Linked DNA regions of Gossypium hirsutum: region 2 is linked to region 1. Evidence: chromatin contacts called from public Hi-C data. All regions are on one chromosome and are shown on one strand. Each heading gives the region's core, a stretch centred on a gene start, on an enhancer-like site or on the middle of the called end of the contact. The rest is flanking DNA. Distances are from core to core; before and after follow the strand shown.

Region 1 (7,133 bases), core at 2,669-5,168:
GTTATGCATTACATTTGGATTCAAAATTTCCTTGGAAGTTCTTGCTAGAAATTGAAAGAATAAAATACCTATGGGTATGTGATGTTTGGCAACTTGCCTAGGTTTTTATGCATTTGCTTGTACTTAATTATGTTATCAAATAATTCTATGAGAAGATCATACTAGAAATGGGAGATCCTTTTGCCTGCAAAGTAGCTTCTAAGAGTTCGAGAAGCATGGGAAACAAGGATGACACTATAGTAGTGGCTTAAGTCAAGCAATAGGACCAATTTAAACAATTTGAGGCTTCGAGTTAGTGTAAATACAAATATTGTGACTTCAATACTATGTTACATTGTTACTATGAATATATTTCATCCAAAGATGTTCAGTTGACTATTTAGGTCTTCTTCTATAACTTTTATCATGCCATACACGGCTTTTTATTCGACATGTTTGTTCATCACCAAGTTGTCAACCCTATGCATGTACTTCCCACGAGTGTGAACTTAGCAAATTATATGCTTGACTGCATGCAACCATTGTACTAACTTGATTCTTAATTTTTCAGTGAATTTCTTGTTTCTAAATGAGAATAATAATACCTTCTGTCTATCAGTATTTTCTTTGTTTTAAATGAGGAAATTTTTCTGGTTGAAAATCATGCATATGATGCTCCTTGACTGTAAGATACTTACATTGATGCTATTGCAGGAAGAGAAGGATAAGAAAATACAGGATCTATACAATGAGCTACATCGGGAAAGAGCACGGTCTGCGGCATTTCAACAACAACTGCATATGATTCTCAAAGATCTTGAAGAACATGCTGAATTCATGTCGATTAGAGTTGAAGACATAGTTGACAGCCTGAAAAGGGTTGAACTCGATGATTCTAGCTTTAACTAGCCATGATAACGAGTAAGTTTTTCATGGGATAGGCCGTAACTAGACATAATTTCAGAACGGTAGGACACTGGTAAATTCAGTCATTGGGTTTCATCAGTCTAACTGTTCTGAGGCTGACATTGTAATTCATTAACATAACATTGTATCTTAGGAACCACCATGATAGAAGAAATATGTGCTGGGGATTCCTCAGGTATTCCCCTCTCAATGTGTTCAGTTCTGTTCAAACAAGTAAATATGATAAAAAATTATGTAACCAAGGAGCTGTAGGAGGTTTGAGCTCAACCTGATATTGAAGGGTCGTAGTTCGGTTGGTCGAACTCAGTTGAGTTTTACTTTTAAAGCTCAACAACAATTTGCCATAAAAATCGAATAGCTGAAGCTCATTTGATTAGGCCAATTAGGTTTGTTTCCCAATAAGCTTCATTTTTGTGTGCAACCTTAAACTCGATTATTTATACTCAAGTTTGAGTTTGAATTGAGCTTTTGAACACTAATTTAGAGAAGAAAAAAAAAAAAAACCTTGATTAGGATCACAAGCTACTTGAGGCAAGCATTTCAATTTGGTTGATAGCTCAAGCTTAAGTTCAACTCGACAATAATAGAATTGAATTTGGCTTTTTGAGTTGAACCTTGGCGCAATAGCTTTGTTGCATATTAATTTCCTTGAACTTCAATGATGAGTCCTTGATATTGGCTGAAGACCACCTCCTTTCGACCCAACATGATTCAATACACCGATTACTAGATTGACTTATTACCCCAAACTTCGTATGCCCTCTCATAAGCATTGAGATAATTATAGTTAGAAAATTTCTCAAACATGGAAGATAATTCAGTATTTGTTTACCAGTGGAGATGGACCCTGAACAGGGTGGAAGACTCTTGTCATTTGAAGCACATCAAAGCTGAATCTACCCGCAAGTTTGGAATTTGAGCAGAGGTCAAATGTATGAACATGTTCTAGAAGTAGCCACTTATTCTTTCACGTTCTTCTTTTAGAATTTGACCAGCGAATGAGGGAAAGGTTGAATCTGGAATTCTCAATGTTGTAGTAGTCAATGCTTGATTTGAGAGAATACCCAGCACCACTAATAGTAGTTTTGCATTATGCTATTGTTATACAACTTACACCATAAACATAAACAAGATGCCAAAATTCAATTAGCTGGTCTTGTGGGATCGTTTAAATCTTGATTGACATCAGGTCGTAAGTTCAAATCTGGACAATCCCTTCTTTTATCTCTTAAAATAAATACAAAAACTAATGTGAAATATATCAATTTATTAATGTCAATTTTTTGAAGCATATAACATTAGATGTTACATTTGTGTTCATATGTGGATGCTGTCTAGGATTGAAAATGCAAAAGAAAAATTAAAGTTAGACTAAAATTAAAAGACAAAAAAAAATACACTAAAAAAAGAAAACCCTAATCCACATCTAAAATTTCCAATAACAACAAAAATCAATCTTAGAACCAAAAATATGCACAAAATATTATAATTTTGAAATAACAGAAGAATAACCCCAACCTGAAATTTGTGGATTATCTCAAATTTTGGATTTTAAGAGTTGTAAAAGAAGATTTTAGAGTGGGTTTAGGGTTGAAGAAGAAAGAATTCGGGGCATTTACTTTATTTTCCCTTTTAATTTTTTGTTTCGACTTAAATTTTGTAACCCACAAATAAAGTTGGCGTGTACAATCGAGTATGTCCAAAAAAGAATATTTGATTCTTGACTAAATCACAAAGGTAATATGAGTAATTATTTTGAATATTTATCTTAATTCAATTAGATCAATATTGATAATAATATTAATGTAAAAATACGTAAATTTAAACATATAATATTAATATAAAAGTACCAGGACAGAAACACTTAGTGATAAAAATATGATAAATAAGCAGATCACATATCAAATATACACAAGGGAATAAGAGGAATAAAAAAGAAATTAAGATTAGAAAAAATAAAGACAATGGGGAAATTCAGAAACAGAAACAATAAAACCACCAAATTCCCAAACCAATCTTACAATCCTGAAAAAATAAACCCAAATAAAATGGAACCAAAAACACCATACTGCTATCAATCTTTGGTGATAAAAATTGTTCCCCCATTCCTCCCATCCCATTGCATCCTCTCCCTTTCTTAAGTTATGGATTCCATTTTCCAACAAATGTAATGCAGCCCGAAGATCTTACAAGCTTATCTACAAATCCAATATAGACGGAATGTTTTATGCCATGGCTGTAAAGCCACCTCCTTTCATCATTTGCTTGAATTCCATAAAATTAACCCTACCGTCACCGTCTACATCCACCTTCGTTATCATCCTTTTACAATCTTCGATCCCTTTCCCTTGCTTAAGCCCAAGCGATTCCAAAACGGACCTCAACTCCTCCACGGAAATGTATCCGTCACCGTTTTGATCGAAAACATTGAAAGCTTCCTTCATATCTTCTTCTTCATCCTTATTATCCATAATGGATCGGTACAGCTCACTGAACTCGTCGATATCGATGCACTTATCGCCGTTGACATCAATCTTTTCGATCATTTGGGTTAATTCAGGATCAGGGATGCAGATACCCATATTCTCCAACGAATCGTTCAACTCTTTCTTGGAGATGGACCCATCTCCGTTCTTGTCGAACAATTGGAACACTCTCTTCAACTCAGCAGCGTCCATTCTTTTTAGAGGACAACGAGGGGAGACCGATGCCAATGCAACTGCCGGAGATGGGTTCTTTTCGGTTTCACCTCCGACAGAAACAAAGGGAGTGGTGATAGTACAAGAAGGAGAGAGGAAAGATTTGAGCTTTCTGGGGACCAAATAGTCGAGGAGGAGATTGTATAGCAAGAAAATCCGAAAGAGAAAAGAGGGCATTGAAAGTGGGGAAACGAATATTTGTGCGGTGGAAAGCAAATTTGGGAGAAAAAATAGTTGAGGAGTTTGGAAGGGAAAAGAAAGCGTATTTAGAGGATAGTTAGGCCGGCGTGTGTTCCAATAAACGCGTTTCGTTGAATTAAATAATTGGACCGTTGATAACGGATCTTTAGAGAAATGGGAAATTTTAAAGGAGGGGACCGTTGCCTTATTATTATTATTATTCTTCTTTACTCTACTCTACTTCCTCAACGGATGTTTACGCGTGTTTTAGGTGTGGGACTGAGACTTGGTTTTCTTCAAGCACGGTCATTCCGAACTCAATTTTACTAGAATTAGTCCACTCTGGCTTTCCCGCTGTGTCTAACATCCATTTCTTTTATATTTAGATTTTGACTGATTTTTGCTCTTTCCAAAACAATCACCCGTAACTCTTATTATTACAAAAACCCAACCTCTATGGTATATCAAATCTTCCCCAACGAGAATTAATTCAAATGAAAAAAAAAAAACAAAAGTTTTGAGAAGAAAATGATTCTATTTGATCCCTATACTTTATTAGTATTAAGAAATAAAATAATCGTGAATCTCGAGTAATTGACCAAGCTGTCAAAGTTGCTAAAATGGTAACAAATCCTATCAATAAAATAAGACATTCATTCTCATCTTGTCTCATCCCATCTTAACGTGATTTTTGCTAATTGTTTTAAATATTTTCAATCTTTTATTTAAACATAATTTTTCAAAAAAAAAACGTAAGGGATTTTTCTATAAAGCATTTTTATATTTGGTTAAAAATATGATATAAGTCCATGTACACTTCAATTTTTTTTTATATTTAGTCTCTATATTTTTATTTTCAGAATTTAGTTTATCTATTTTTCAATTTTCAAAATTTAAATCGAACTGTTAATATATATATATATTAAAGCTAATGATTTTTATATTTTTCAATAAATTTAATCTTCAGATTTTACACATTCAGTCTCTCTATATATATTTAAAGGTAATGAGTTATATATAAGTATATTTATTTTAAATTTTTTATATATTTTTAACAAATTTAGTTTTCAAAGTTTACATATTTGGTCTCTCTATATATTTAAAGCTAATGACTTATATATATATATTTCAACGTTGTTTAGTTGTTAAAATTTTATATATTTTTTCAAATGATTCTTTTAGAATATTGATCGAATTGAAGAATATGTAAATGATGAGAGATTAATTTATTATTATGTCAATTAAATTTATACACAATTGATGAATAACATTATTTGTCATAAATAATTATTTTTAATTATTCATTTTTAAAATTTACTGAGATTAAATTAATTTTATTTTTTTAAGAATGAACAATTTATCCTAAATTAAAATCCAGAGCAATAGGAGAGTTGTTTTTACCTTTTCATTCTGAACCTTGCTTTTTCTTTTTTGGGTAGAAAGACTTTTGCACATATTATATTTTATGCATATTGCATATTGTATAATATTGTTGTCATGTTTTATTATTCTGTATTATTATATTGAACTTCTGTCTTTTGTCTATTAATTAATTATTAAGTGTTGGTCCTATAATTCAATTTGTGAGTTTGTGGTAATAATTTCATCCTGTTAAGGGCGGGTAAGTTATACCCTAACTTTTTATTACATTTTATTTTTGTATATCACAGTTTTTAATAAATATAAAAAAAAATTTAAGCATGATTATGACATCAATACATAAATTGCCCAAATCTGCATTTAGGTAATAGATTTTTTAGGATTGAGATCCCTTGAAATATCAAAATAAAAAAATAAAATAAAAATTTCGAATATTTTAATTAGCACTAATTATTTTCATCTTAGACACATTATCATCAATGGATATTTTAATTACCAACAAGTGCTGGATGCATTGATAAGATATATTGTATGTCTAAAGGGACATGTAAATTCAAATTTAAAAAATAATATTATTAAGAGAAGTAACCACAAATCTCAAATATGAACATAAAAAATACAACAACAAAAAATCACCATATAGGCAGGCATATATTTCAATTTTACATTAATTTTATTTATTTTTAATATATTTTAAGAGGGGCACTTGCAAATGCAAATCGTGTAAGACTTAAAAAATAATTATATGCTGAGTTTCAAATGTCCTTTAAGAAAAATTAAATCCATAAACAAAATAATTAGAGTTTACGTTTTTTTTAATGTTTTTAAAAATACATGTACATTAAAAAAATGTATTAGAAAGTATATTTGTAATGTTTCTTTTTAATGTTTTATACTTTATATTTAGAATTATCGTTGAAATTTGAATATATATTTTTATCATTACACATAACATTATATAATTAGATTTATAATGTTAAACATGACAAGAAAAATACAATTAAATAAGCATTAACAAGTTACAAAACGAACAAATAGATTAGACGAACACATGAATATATATTTTTCCTTTTTTAAAATAGCAAAACAAAATAGGTCTCTTTCCGCCTTAAAATTCCCGCTAAAAATATTCATTTATTATTGTTATATGATATGAGACCAAAAAGAGGAAATAAAAAGATCCGTTTTATATATCAATAGATGAAATAAGGGTGTGAAAAACAAGATAGGGATTCTCTACAATGACATTGTAGACCAATTGAAAAGGATATAGCGCAGCTTAGTATCGTGTTTGTTTTGGGTACAAAATATTACGGGTTCAAATCCTATCACTTCTCCTTTGAGCAGGAATTTATATATATCAATATGTCTAAAATATAATTATAATGGAAATAACATGAAAAATTATAAAAGAAATAAACAAATCACACATATTAAATAATTTAGTGTGGCAAAAGCCAGCAGTGTGCATAATTAAATATGATGTGGGTACATGTTTCCCACAAATTAATGTAATGGATAGCAATTAATTGCCAGTTGGGTTTCATCAAAGTAGTAATGCGAATTGCAAAATTGGCAGAATTAAGGCTTTAAATTCTGACCCTAACCCTACCCCTATCCCTCTGTCAGTAACCACCCAGCTCATAATTTCCTTTTATAATACAAAATATCACTTTATTAAATATTTAAAGGATAATTATTATATGAATTCACTTAAGTAGTAAAAAAGGTTAGGGTTATGTAATATTTTGAAAAAACAAATAAAATAGAAGAAGAAGAGAGATAAACTAAAGAAGGGCAAGCTGTTAAGAGTTAATTATAAAAATAGGTAAGAGAAAGTTGATAATGTGAGTGAAGAGTTGACTAAGCCACTGAAATGTTGCATGTTAAAGAGACAATAGGGAAAAAGTTGAGTGTTAGGCATTTTATGTGTGTTGGAAACATAAATTAATGCAAGTGATGTGTGTG
Region 2 (7,133 bases), core at 1,539-4,038, 290 kb before region 1:
ATATAATATAGTGCTTAAATTGTAAAAAAATTAAATTAAATGCTTAAAATGAGAATTTTTTTTAATTAGATGACATATGTAGTTTAGCCAAAATTCATTTAAATTTAATTATAAGAAAATATTTGTAACTAGCCCAACCTAAATATAAAAAAGATCTGGGTCGTGATTGACTGGAAACTTACAATTGGGTGCAGTTGAGCTTGGGAAAGGGGAAAAGTTGTATATCCATATATGGGGCAGAAAAGGGCGATACATGTTTTAGGCAATGGCTCCGTATCAAGGGTTTCCCCACCTAATAAATTAACCTATCACAAGAAGAATAAATTGCTGATAATATGCACCTCATAGCTCCCTTCTTTCTCTCAATAATCACAAACCCACTGATATCTTCATGTACGTAGTTTTGTACCACTTTTACATTGCATGACCACTAAATCTGATGTTAATTTAAATTAGAAATATTGAGAGTTGGAAAAATATTTGAACTTATTTATATTTATATTATAACGAAAGCATTCATCATTCTAACAAAAACAAGTTTAGATTCGCCCATTACATAACATTACTAGACTAAAGACCTACAAGACTTGCATAAGACCAAACTGAAAACCTAATTGGTTGTTTTTAAAAGCATAGAAAAACTATGTTCCATAACTCAGAAACTAAGCCCCCATAACCCACCCTCATTCATTACATACATTACCCAAAAAAGACCATTTGATGCTCATTGAGGTCAATATTGTGTTCTTCCATCACCCTCTGTGATCACATCTTTGAAAGCCCCTCCACTGGGGATCATAGGCAGGACATGTTCTTGATGTGGGACAATCACATCCAACAAGTAAGGTCCAGGAGTGTCCAACATTTTCTGCATTGCTGCTTTTAGATCTTCTTTCTTTGTCACCCGGGCAGCTGGTATCCCGCATGCTTCAGCAAATTTCAACATATTTGGGAATATTTCCGACTCGTTGGATGGGTCTCCCAAGTATGTATGAGCCCTGTTTGCCTTGTAAAACCGGTCCTCCCATTGAACAACCATACCCAAATGCTGATTATTCAACAATAATATCTTAACCGGAAGATTTTCCACACGGATAGTCGCCAACTCTTGCACGTTCATGATAAAACTTCCATCACCATCGATGTCTACAACGACTGCCTCTGGGTTTGCAACGGCAGCTCCAATAGCAGCAGGCAATCCAAATCCCATAGCACCCAATCCCCCAGATGTTAACCATTGACGAGGCTTCTTATACTTGTAAAATTGAGCAGCCCACATTTGATGCTGACCAACACCAGTACTTATAATTGCATTCCCGCCAGTTAATTCATCAAGAACCTGAATTGCATATTGAGGTGGAATAGCTTCACCAAAGGTCTTGTAACTCAAAGGGAATTTCAGCTTCTGCTCGTTTAACTCCTGCCTCCATTCCGAATAATCAAGATTCAGCTTTGCTACCTTGGTCTCCAATATCTTATTTATCCCCTGCAATGCCAATTTCACATCGGAACACACTGACACATGAGGCTGCTTGTTCTTCCCAATCTCGGCAGAATCGATATCGATATGCACAATCTTTGCCCGGCTGGCAAAAGCCTCAAGTTTTCCCGTCACCCTATCATCAAATCTCACTCCAAAAGCAAGCAACAAATCACTCTTATCAACAGCATAATTGGCATACACAGTTCCGTGCATCCCAAGCATTTGTAACGACAAGTCATCCGAAATCGGAAAGGCTCCAAGACCCATCAAAGTACTTGCAACAGGTATCCCTGTAAGCTCAACAAACCTCTTCAACTCCTCACTAGAGTTCAAACACCCACCACCAACATATAAAACAGGCTTCTTAGACTCAGAAACCAATCTAACAATCTGTTCGAGATGAGCCTCACCGGGAGCCTTAGGCAACCTAGACAAATACCCTGGCAATCTAAGAGAATGGTTCCATTTAGGAACAGCAAGTTGCTGTTGTATATCCTTAGGAACATCAATCAGAACAGGTCCCGGCCTGCCCGAGGAAGCTAAAAAGAAAGCCTCACTAACAATCCTAGGAATATCATCCACATCAAGAACAAGATAATTATGCTTCGTAATAGACCTTGTTACCTCAACAATTGGAGTTTCCTGGAAAGCATCGGTACCGATCATCCGACGAGGGACTTGACCAGTGATCGCCACGAGAGGGATACTATCGAGCATTGCATCAGCGAGACCACTCACCAAGTTGGTTGCCCCAGGGCCAGACGTCGCAATGCAAACGCCGGGAATGCCAGAGGAGCGCGCGTAGCCCTCGGCGGCAAAGACCCCACCTTGCTCGTGTCGCGGAAGGACATTTCGGATGATTTTTGAGCGGGTTAAAGCCTGGTGGATCTCCATTGAAGCTCCACCTGGGTAGGCAAACACATCCTTGACCCCTTCACGAACCAGGGCTTCCACCAGGATATCAGCGCCTTTCCGGGGCTCATCATCCGCATACCTGGAAATGAAATCATGGGGAGGAGCATTTTTTGGGGTAACGGATGTGGCGGCGGATCTGGGGTTAGAGCTTGCATGAGAAAGAGAGCAGGAAACGTCGAAGGAGCGGTAAGGGGTGGGCTTTTGAGGGGTTGTGGAGAAGGGAAGGCTGGATTTGGAAATGGGTATGGAAGATTTGAAGGAGGAAGTTAACGTAGAAAGCTTAGGCAAAGCGGAGTTCGCAGTGGCAGCCGCCATTGTCGATGAGAGGCTTGTGGTGAGGCCTTTCTTTGGTGTCTGTGGCGAGCGAGAGTGGGAAGAAAAGTGTGATTGTGATTCCCTTTTAAAGTTTCGATTTTACCTACATTACCCTTTTGCCCTTCTTGTTTTATTCATTTTGGTCATATATTAAGAACAGTCCCTGTTCTTTACTCAAGTTACATCATTAGTCTTTCTACTTTAATTTGAATAATTTTGGCCATGTATTTCATGGTTTTGAAAATCTCAATCAAATCGTTAACAATCATTTGCTTTTTATGTGAAATCTAATCCATTGATGCAAGTTTAGGTAATGGATGGGTAACGGTAGTTCGCACAGTGATGTTGAAAGCTAGATCAGATAGGTTAAGGCCTAAGAGAGATGTTTTAAGGTTTTGAATATATTTAACAAAGTTTGGGTGTGTAAAACTATCTTAACAAAGAAATTATTGAGTCACAGAGGACTCTCAACAAGTGCACTAAGATGTCAACAAGTGCACTAAGATGTGACTGGAAGCTATGTTGTCTTGTTAAAGGGTTATTATGCAAGGTTGATGTGACTTGTTGTCGATCTAAATGCTATACATGCATGACCTTTTTGTAAATGATCTTATAGTATTTGGCAAGAGCATCTCTTTAGGTGAAGTAGTGTGATGCAGTGTTAAGGTTGCTTTCTAGTTGTATTGGGTAAGCTTCTTCATGCAGTGAGGTAGCTTCTTCATGCAACATGATTTATTTAAACAATTGTCCTCACCCAAGTTGAGAGGGAGATTACAAAGTGACATTCATCAAGACTTATTTGTTTTAGGTGTTTGTGTGTTAAACACATTGAAGGGTACGTATAAGTAAATTTTAGAGATATGAGTGACAACCTTAAAAGGTCAAATGGTATTATGATCAACATATGTTAGGAACATGTGTGGTCATAAGCATTTTGATTTTTGGGTTTTTGTGACTTTTGCATTAATGAAAGTGATACATGTTTCCATGTGATTGAGTATTGAAGCGATATGACAATTATTAATTTTTCCACATATTTATTGTCGGGTTGTTAGTGAGCAGCCATAACATTGGGAACATGAGTGACGACCTTGAAAGGTCAAATGGTGCTTATGATTAGCATAGGTTGGGAACATGTGTAGTAATAAGCGTTGCAATTTTTTAGGTTTTGCAACTTTTGCATTAATAAATCTGATACACGTTTCCATGTGACTGAGTATTAAAGCAATGTGACAATCATTAACTTTTCCTCATATTTATTGTTGATTTGTTAGTGAACAGTCAGAACGTTGGGAACATGAGTGACGACCTTGAAAGTCATTTGGTACTTATAATTAACGTATGTTAGGAACATGCGTGGTAATAAGCGTTCTGATTTTCAAGGATTTGCGAATTTTGCATTAATAAATGTGATATACATTTTCATGTGACTGAGTATTGAAGCGACATGACAATCATTAACTTTTCCTCGTATTTATTGTCGATTTGCTAGTAACAGTCATAACGTTGGGAACATAAGTGGTGACCTTGAAAGTCAACTGGTACTTATAATTAACATATGTTAGGAACATGCATGGTAATAAGCATTCTGATTTTCAGGGAGTTGTGACTTTAACATTAATGAATGTGATACACGTTTCCATGTGATTGAATATTGAAGCGATTCGACAATCATTAAATTTTGTACATACTTATTGTCAGTCTGTTAGTGAGCAGCCATAACGTTGAGAACATGATGATGACCTTGAAAGGTCAGTTGGTGTTTATGATTAGCATACGTTGGGAACACGCATGGTAATAAACGGTTCGGTTTTGCGGGTTTTGCAACTTTTGCATTAATAAATGTGATACACGTTTCCATGTGATTGATTATTGAAGCAATATGTTTGATTATTGAAGCGATATGACAATCATTAACTTTTCCTTGTATTTATTATCGATTTGTTAGTGAACAATCAAAATGTTGGGAACATGAGTGATGACCTTGAAAGTCAATTGGTACTTATAATTAGCGTATGTTAGGAACATGCGTGGTAACAAGCGCTCTGATTTTTTGGGATTTGCAACTTTTGCATTAATAAATGTAATGCACATTTTCATGTGATTGAGTATTGAATCGATATAACAATCATTAACTTTTCCTCATATTTATTGTCGATTTGCTAGTGACTGTCATAACGTTGGGAACATGAGTGACAACAATGAAAGTCAACTTGTACTTATAATTAACGTATGTTAGGAACATGTGTAGTAATAAGCGTTTTGATTTTCAGGGATTTGTGACTTTTACATTAATGAATGTGATACATGTTTCCATGTGATTGAATATTGAAGTGATACGACAATCATTGACTTTTGCACATACTTATTATCAGTTTGGTAGTGAACAGACGTAACTTTTAAAACTTATTTTAGATGTTTTAGATTGTCACTTATAAATAACAATTTTTGAGTTTTCGAAATCCAAATAGTCTTGAGAAAATTGGCGAAACTTAGTTAAATTTTTGTAAGTTGTCAATTCTAAAGATTTTAAAGAGTGATTTTTACAAGTAAGATTCTTTTTTAGGAGTTAGATTGCATTTTGCCTCCTCTACACAATAAATGGGAAATTAGTCCCTGTATGTTAGATTAAAGAGCAAATTTGTGCTTTCTGTTAAAAATTTCATTCATTTGTATTGTTAAAAACTAATATGACTGACAGAATAACCAGACAATGACATATGACATGTCATGTGTACCTCATGCTGATGTATAAGAACCAGTTTGTAACAATAAAAATTGATGAAATTTTTAATAGAATGATCAATTTGCTCTTTGATCTAATGTACAAGGACTAATTTACCCTTTTTTTTAAGTAGAGAGGGCAAAAAATGCAATCTAACTCCTAATATAGGAACCTTTATGGTACTTTTACCAAGATTCCTTTAATCATGTTATTATATTTGGGATTTTGGATTATTGTTGCCGATTGTTTTGTTTCCTATTTGGAATAAATCTCAAAATTACACCTAAATTTTAATTTAATGTGTAATTTGATACATAAATTTTCATTTGGGGTAATCATACACATGAAGTTTTTAATTGTGGTTCAGATGTATATTTAAAACTTTAATTTTGATTCAACCTTATACATTCAAAGAAATGAATACATCAATTTATTTATTTATTAGATAAATATAGTCATTTTTGTATGTAATATGTAGATATAATGACAATCGTGTGTAAGTGATTTGTGGAAATTAAATCAAACAAAAATCTCATATTTTTAAAATTTAGGCCTATCTAAATCAATTTTGAAATTGTGAAAAGGATAGATCGTAGTTAACTATAATGGTAGAGAATGGTTGTCTAAAAACACCTAGCATATCACATATGATAAAGGAAACTATCTTAGCAATTACAATCCCCATTGCCTACATAAAGGATTAGAAGAGAAGGACTAATTTCAAAATGTAAGTAAAGAAATTGGAAAATTTTGAAATTGAATTATGTTAGTAACTCCACATCTCTGAAATTAAGAGAGGAATCTCAACTTTTTAGACACGTTTATGAAGTATATATTATAGCAGACGTCATAAACTTGGCCATTAGTGGCCTTTTTGTTAGTTTAAAAGTGTTGTATCTTTCTCTTTCATATACTTTGCTTTCGTCTTACGTTATTGTTTATAGCTTCAGATGTTTCACGTACATGGAGGTTTTCCTGTTTCAAGTTTATTTATTGAAATGTGCTTTCCTTTTTCCACAATGAGTCCTGTCTGAAATTTTATATTTGCTGGTCAATATATATATATATATATTAAACTACACCACTTCAGTCTTAACCCATAATTATTGTTTCTTAATCTTGTATTTTTGGTAAATATATTTATGTTGGTTATGTATTTGTCATCATATTAATGTGTCATCATCATTACATAAACTTAACATTAATGTATTATCATCATTATTTAAACTTAACATTACTCATTAATAATAAATCAAATTATTTTAAAATGAATAAACATGTGACATCAAATATAAAAATGTTTACGTTATATTTTATTAGATAAGATTCATGTCTATCCCTCATGCATATGGTCTTGTCCTTTTTGTTGTTTTTTTCCTCTTTCAAGGTCATTCTATATAATTGTTGTTTTTTATGCTTTAACTTCATTTCATCCGTTACTTCAAAACAAAAAAATTTTATCCTTCCGTGAATTAAAATTCTCTATTGATTTAAAAGAGTATCGATTAAATTTTAACTTGATTTATATTAATATTGTTGTTAGTGCAGGAAGATGTAGGTTTGAATGCGCTAAACTGCATTATCCTCTTATTTAAGGATTGGAGAGAGGCTATGAGTAGTTCTAAACACTATATCAAAAAGAACAAATATAATAAATATATATAATTAATGTAAAAAAAATCAATAAACAAAATT

What was found. A called contact is a pair of places that touch in the nucleus more often than the background predicts.
Region 2: a contact with region 1 is called in a Hi-C map of leaf, with 1.8 times the contacts expected there. The contact joins the promoter of LOC121208483 here to the promoter of LOC107896932 in region 1. A contact is called at or near these places in 3 of 34 Hi-C or Micro-C datasets (callus and leaf).

Annotation. Positions count from the first base shown.
Region 1 is chrA10:78,568,649-78,575,781 of Gossypium_hirsutum_v2.1, reverse strand. It overlaps LOC107896932 (calmodulin-like protein 7), which reads right to left and starts at 3,918. Exons shown (of 1, transcript XM_016822243.2): 1 at 2,707-3,918. The coding sequence starts at 3,782. The coding sequence ends at 3,132. LOC107896931 (protein FAR1-RELATED SEQUENCE 2) reads left to right here. Exons shown (of 3, transcript XM_016822241.2): 3 at 694-1,288. The coding sequence ends at 888.
Region 2 is chrA10:78,860,481-78,867,613 of Gossypium_hirsutum_v2.1, reverse strand. LOC121208483 (acetolactate synthase 3, chloroplastic) reads right to left here and starts at 2,788. Exons shown (of 1, transcript XM_041079242.1): 1 at 478-2,788. The coding sequence starts at 2,713. The coding sequence ends at 734.